Linked DNA regions of Mus musculus: region 2 is linked to region 1. A link is a contact called in public Hi-C data. All regions are on one chromosome and are shown on one strand. Each heading gives the region's core, a stretch centred on a gene start, on an enhancer-like site or on the middle of the called end of the contact. The rest is flanking DNA. Distances are from core to core; before and after follow the strand shown.

The links. A called contact is a pair of places that touch in the nucleus more often than the background predicts.
Region 2: a contact with region 1 is called in a Hi-C map of ventricular fibroblasts, with 2.4 times the contacts expected there. The contact joins two enhancer-like sites. A contact is called at or near these places in 1 of 484 Hi-C or Micro-C datasets (ventricular fibroblasts), 2 of 115 datasets of contacts at active chromatin or transcription factors (embryonic forebrain and embryonic limb bud) and 1 of 9 other capture datasets (embryonic stem cells).

The regions. Positions count from the first base shown.
Region 1 is chr4:9,857,848-9,861,320 of GRCm38.p6, forward strand. Gdf6 (growth differentiation factor 6) reads left to right here. Exons shown (of 2, transcript NM_013526.1): 2 at 1,488-3,473. The coding sequence ends at 2,437. Among named protein-coding and RNA genes, the nearest start is that of Gdf6, 15 kb to the left of the region's middle. Within about 2 kb of position 1,969, at least 32 of the 459 cell types and tissues checked have an H3K27ac peak or open chromatin away from gene starts, as enhancers often do.
Region 2 is chr4:10,336,270-10,339,742 of GRCm38.p6, forward strand. No RefSeq gene overlaps it. Among named protein-coding and RNA genes, the nearest start is that of Gm46879, 72 kb to the right of the region's middle. Within about 2 kb of position 1,497, at least 4 of the 459 cell types and tissues checked have an H3K27ac peak or open chromatin away from gene starts, as enhancers often do.

The DNA.
Region 1 (3,473 bases), core at 719-3,218:
CAGTGTCCCCAGGCTACATCTGGACAGGCAGTGAGGGTCGGAATGGATCTGGCCATACTTTTACTATTGAAATTGACCCAAACTTTACTAGCTTCTGGGGAAAGCAGGGGGCTTTGGGGATTTTTGTATTTGCTGGGTTGTAAACATTTTATGGGAAGGCAGCCCAGGAAAATCTGCTTAGCTTTCTGCCTTGCACGTTGAAGTGATGTTGGCTGCATGCACAAATGTGTCAGAAAAAGAGGTCTAATATTCCATTCGTCCTAAAGAATTTGCCTTGGAATTTTTAGAGTCTGCCAGGCTGTATGGTTCACAAATGTATTTTTCTCACTTGTAACCAAGAAATGAATCTTTGGGATTGATTGAAAAACAGAATATCAGATTGGGTGGTGGAGAGAAGGGGTGGGGCATGTCCCTGCCTGTGTCTAGGTATCTCTGGTCGAGGTTTTCTCTTTCCAGGAATGCCTATTTCCCACGGATGGACGGAAAGATCTCAATAGATAAAAGTGCTAGTTTGTCTTTACTTCCGAAAGCTGCATCACTCTTTTATTTGTTGGAAGGAAGGAAGAAAAAGATTGGAAAAGAAAGAAGTGACACAGCGACTCTCCACCCTGTCTGCATCACGCTGGCCCTAGAACATCCCAGCGACACTGTAGTGGGGGTAGCAATATGACCCTGGACTAGTGGGTTTATAGAACGATTATTAACTATAAATCACTTTGGAGTCTGAAGGAAGTGGGTTTATATTAAGTACCCAAAAGCCTCATGCCCAAGTCCTGTTCTTAGATATCGATTGGACAATCAGACTCTGTCAGTGATACTTTTAAAGGGCAAATTGAAAATCATGCTTCTACAAGTTTCACGTCTATTGTCCTGTGTGTGTTCTAGGTTTCCCAGCGTTGTGGGTCTGTGGAAAGCAAGGACTTGCTATCATCTTCGCTTCTATACGTTGGTGGCAGTTGCCCAGTGCTTGGGAAAGACAGACCTCATGACAAATATAGACGGGATAATTGTAGATAATTTTAAGTGGCAGAAAGATAATAAGCCAAGGTCTTATGATACTGGGCCAGGGAGGCTGTTTTGGATCAAGGTGGTGTGGGATGACCCCTTGGAAGAGGGAACATTTGAGGCGTTAATGCTGAGAGTTACTGGACAGAATGGCTAGGGAAGCATAGCCCAGACTTGCGGCCACAAGGGCATATTAGTGGTTACACAGCCTGCTGACAGGGAGCCCAGGGAGGCCGGCCGCCTCTTACAATAGGAGTACAAACTTCTGTCCCAGCCAGCAGCTGAGATGAGGAGGAAGTCCAGCCTGCTGTGGTTCCTTACCACACAGTGTAGGTATGGTCCAGGCATGAGCCTGGGGCCGCTGAACTGGACTCCCAGGCTGCCTGCCCCCCTCCTTCCCTCTTCCTCTTGGGGATTGCCGAAGAGCACCGGGCTGATCTCCCCGTAAGTGAAACTGACTGTAATTATTTTTTATCTCGCAGACGATCTCTCGCACACTCCTCTCCGGAGACAGAAGTATTTGTTTGATGTGTCCACACTCTCAGACAAAGAAGAGCTGGTGGGCGCAGAGCTAAGGCTTTATCGCCAGGCGCCCCCAACGCCCTGGGGGCTACCGGCCCGACCGCTGCACTTGCAGCTCTTCCCTTGTTTATCCCCATTGCTACTGGACGCCAGGACCCTGGATCCTCAGGGACCAACCCAGGCCGGCTGGGAAGTCTTCGACGTGTGGCAGGGCCTGCGCCCTCAGCCTTGGAAGCAGCTGTGCCTGGAGTTGCGGGCAGCCTGGGGTGAGCTGGACGCCGGGGATACGGGGGCGCGCGCGAGGGGTCCCCAGCAGCCACCGCCTCTGGACCTGCGGAGTCTGGGCTTCGGTCGGAGGGTGAGGCCGCCCCAGGAGCGCGCCCTGCTTGTAGTGTTCACCAGATCGCAGCGCAAGAACCTGTTCACTGAGATGCATGAGCAGCTGGGCTCTGCAGAGGCTGCGGGAGCCGAGGGGTCATGGCCAGCGCCGTCGGGCTCCCCAGACGCCGGGTCTTGGCTGCCCTCGCCCGGCCGCCGGCGGCGACGCACCGCCTTCGCCAGCCGTCACGGCAAGCGACATGGCAAGAAGTCCAGGCTGCGCTGCAGCAGAAAGCCTCTGCACGTGAATTTTAAGGAGTTAGGCTGGGACGACTGGATTATCGCGCCCCTAGAGTACGAGGCCTATCACTGCGAGGGCGTGTGCGACTTTCCGCTGCGCTCGCACCTTGAGCCCACTAACCATGCCATCATTCAGACGCTGATGAACTCCATGGACCCGGGCTCCACCCCGCCTAGCTGCTGCGTTCCCACCAAACTGACTCCCATTAGCATCCTGTACATCGACGCGGGCAATAATGTAGTCTACAAGCAGTATGAGGACATGGTGGTGGAGTCCTGCGGCTGTAGGTAGCGGTGCTGTCCCGCCACCTGGGCCAGGGACCATGGAGGGAGGCCTGACTGCCGAGAAAGGAGCAGGAGCTGGCTTGGAAGAGGCCACAGGTGGGGGACAGCCTGAAAGTAGGAGCACAGTAAGAAGCAGCCCAGCCTTCCCAGAACCTTCCAACCCCCAACCCAGAAGCAGCTAAGGGTTTCACACTTTGCCTTGCCAGCCTGGAAAGACTAGACAAGAAGGATTCTTTCTTTTATTATGGCTTTGGTTCTTTGTTTGTTTTGTTTTGTTTTATCTCCTTGGTTTTGATAGGACGTGGAAGGAGGGGAAATGCTTATCTGTTCACAAGTGTTCTGTGGATTGGGGGAGGAGGGAATAAGAGAAATAACCTATTACTTTTGTCCGCATCTCAGATTGGTTGTTTCTACCTGTGTAAGAAAGTGAGGCCTTTGGGTCTTTCTAGCCAAGTCTCAGCTGGCGTCCTTGACCTCACAGGAAGTATTTGACCAAAGGAATAAGTGAGTCAGGAAGGGTCTTACCCTTAGAGAAGCCCAAGCTGCCTCCTTCTCTGCTCTGTGCATCCCCACGAATTTATCAGTCTGTCCTGGTCTCTCCCAGCGGAGGGAACAGGGAGTTGCCACCGCTGTGGGCTCAGACCTCCAGATGCCTTTTCTGTTGGTGGTGGGGGGGGGGGGGGCAGAAGGATTTGGTATGGATGGAATGACAAGAATTAGTCCGTGTGGAACCCCGTGAAGGATAATGAGAAACCACAAGGCCTACCTCTGACCGGGTGACACAGAGGCGCATTACCCAAGGCTGGGGTAGCCCACCCAAAAGCTCTTGGTCATGGATGTTTCTCAGTGGCTTCTTTAAACAGAATTTGCCAAAATCCCAGCATCTCCTTCTAAGGCAATTTTTTTCCCTCCTTAAATGGAGAGGGGTGGAAACTCTATAATTAAGGTAAGAAGGGAAGAGGAGGAGGAGGAAAAGACCTGAAAGGTGGAAGGGCTACATCAGGAGGGGAGATGCGGGCCCCACAAGAGGATGGAGATAAAGG
Region 2 (3,473 bases), core at 247-2,746, 480 kb after region 1:
TCATGTGTAATAATTCTGCTCTAGATTAAATGTAATCTATCTACTATTGATTAAAAGAAAAACTTTAAGGAAGAGGGGAAAGAAGATAATCTTGACATAAAATTTGTATTTTCTGGTTTTCTTACCACTGCCCAAAGCAGATGTTCATAACTTATTTGCTGATTGTATTTTTTCTCTCTGATCTTTAGAAGTGGAGACAGAAATCCTCAACTGTAGCTTTTCAATCTGTGTAATGAAAGCAGTCAGCTGTCTGGCAGTACCTGAAGTCGCCTGTGGCCTGACGTGACTACTTTGTGACTTTTCCCTGAATCCACAGTGCTTCTGTGTCCACTGAGACCAGGCCTTCTTGAAGTATGCATTCCCCATAGCAATGAAGCAAGGAGTCAACATCAACCATTGTGTAAGCCAGACCCAGAGCCACTGGTGTCAGGCAGCTCTTGGCCTACATAACCGCTTTTCTTACTTTATAGCTTAGAAGTCTGCTGTCTGCCTCTTCTGGCTCTCCCATTAGGCTTGAAAACATTGACATTGGTCCCTGAGAACACTTGTCAGCACGCTCAGAAAAATCAAGTTGCACTTCGTGAACTGAATGAAATAAAAGGTGACCCCATCTTCTTGTCATTAATTCCATAATACAATAACGACTATTTTGGAACAATGGTCTTATGCCAGGAAGTGTGCTAAAGGATTAACTGTCACAATCTCATTTAGTCCTCACATTGACCCTGTGAACTGTCCCCATTTTACAAAAGAAGGGAAAACTGCAGTTTTGAGACTTGTGGGCACAGCAGAGCTAATAAGGGTGAAGGGAGTGGTTATACCTGAAATCCTTTTCACTTTAAAATATGTCTAACTACCACTCAGTACTGATTTTCCAATGAGCCAAGGACTACCTGAAACCAAGCTCTTCCTGTCATTTTCCACTGTCCTTATCCAGACACACTAATGGCTTTGAATATCTGAACCTAGACAGGAGCAGCAGATAAGGGGCCTTGGCACAATATATCTTTGGTCTAAAGGAAATTTAAAAGTGGTATTGCTACTTAGCATGATACTGGAAAGCATCTTGAGTTTCCCAGGGAAAGTTTACATGTTGCTTAGTAGTTAACCAACATCCCACATTCTAAAAAGCCTTCATTATGTTTGACTTTCTCATATGATGCATATTTCTCTAAACTTTTTGGCCTGGCTTCAGTTGTTTATTTAGGTTATCTCTCCTTGAATTATGGAAATTCTATAGATGGCCCACACTGTATCATTATATGTTGGCGTTTGACACCATGTAACATTCCAACAGGACAATTGATATCTGGCTTTTCTCATGTACACAGTGTCTTAATCCTCCGCATTAGTCTTTCTTTGCACATTTGTAAAAGCTGTTTGATAGTGAAAGCATTCATTTCCTCTATAAATATTTATGCGCTGACCTCTGACTGTTGGCCAGCCTGCCTGCCAACGCCCTGTTAGAAGTCATCCCTTGTACAATCAGCTACTACCATGTGATAACCTCTTGGGGTTAACAGTACAGATGTAAGATCTCCTACTTCCTGATGGGAATACTTCACATCCCAAGTATGTTTTCCCTTGAACATGACATCACCATAGGGATACATTTTTTAAATATTTGCCTTCCACTTTACAAAAATTTTCCTTACAAATATAAAGGAAGAAGTATTCTGAACCTCAGACAAAATATTTCCTAGCCCACAAATGATATAAAAATAAAATAACTTTCTAAGTAATTACGTCTAGACAATTGGTGCAGAGAGGCAACAAAACAGTCAAGTTAGAAACAATCGGGACAAAGATGGAATTTTACGGCTTTTATATCAAATTCTAATGTTATAAAAGCTGAAGGTAAATCATCTCAAGATAGAGTTTTATCCTTCTTAGTTGAAGCATAGCGATGAGTGAAGGTAAATGAAAATTTACTCAGAAACAGAGCAATCAAAACCCAGCAGTTAAGATTCTCAATCCACAAGTGTCCTCCACCTGCCAGCCCTTTATGACGGATGTCATGCAGACAGTTCTGTAGCTACTTCTTTAGTCTGGCTGGTCAGCCTGAATGAAGGCAGCGTTTCTCCTTGAGTATCAGAAATGGAGCCTGTGAGAGAAACAGTACCATTGACAGCCAAGTTTCTGAATTCTCGTTCCAGGGGAAATACAATATTAAATGTCCATATGTGTGTGTATTCCAACGTAAAAATTTCATGCAGTGTCTTGAGAGCGGAACCAGAGAGGAAAGAGCCTCTGGGAGTTCATAAGTACCTTTTCAATGGTTACTTACATGGCCTATGTCTTAGTTACATAATCACTATCAAATTAGACGCATAACTGGGCTATACACCTCAAAGTTTGCCCCCAATGACCTAGTTCCTCCTGCTAAGCCCCATCTCCTAAAGGATCCCTAACAGTGCCACCAACTGGGGACAAAGCATTCAAGTACACTAGCCTCTGTGAGGCATGCTACACCCAAACTATCACACTCTAACCTCGCCCCCACAGGCTTAAGGCCATTTTATGCAAAATGCATTTGGATCAACTTCAGAAGTCTCTGTAGTTTTTCAGTTCCAAAACTGTCCAAAAGTCTCACATTCAAAATCACTTCTAAGACTCAAGGTAATCTCTTAACTGTGAGTGCCTACACTTTGTTTTTAATACTATGTGCTTCTTAAGTGAGCACATTTCAAAAGGGAGAAGTGGGGCTCGAGCAAGGAAGGTCTAAACTCATCAGTACAAGAACAAAGCTTACCTACACATGGATCAGCTCATGGTGATGGCACCTAAGCTCAGATGTGCTTAGAAATCGCTGCCTTCCAGGGAGTTCTTAATGATTTCATTTCCTAAATTTAATTTCTTCATTTGAAAGGATTCTAGATTTCGTATTAAAATTGTTTCCATCTTTCTTTAGATGCAATGGTAACTGTTAGGGAACCTATAGGAGATGGGGCTAAGCAGAGTGAACTGGGTCATTGGGGACAGACTTTGAGGTTTATAGCCCAGTTCTGGGTATAAATTTATATTTCTGTTTCCTGGTTGGTCATGGAGATGTGAGAAAGCTGCCATAGCCCGTAAAGCCTCTTTCTTGTTCTTTCTCTATTCCGTGTCTATAGCTGTTCTTGATGGAAATCCCACATCTCTGGCATCTGAAAAGATCCTGGGATCTCCATTGTGATGGAGGTTTCATCTTCACAGCTTTATGCAATGGCCTCCTCCAGTCTCTGCAGAGATTCCAACTTGACCATATGTTGCCTGACATCTCTGGAACTTTGGTACAAAGTTGCCCGATAAAACTTTTTATTTTGTGCCTGCAGCACAGAACTGGCATCACCTGAAGGATGGCACCAAGTTCTGCTGCTACCTCAAGGTGTAGCCTGGCTCCATTTCTCCCCAGTGGCAGCAGCAGCTGACGAAACCAGAAAATCATTTCCCTAGGAGGTTCTTCAAAGAAGCAAACTAACTCCTGGGGCAGA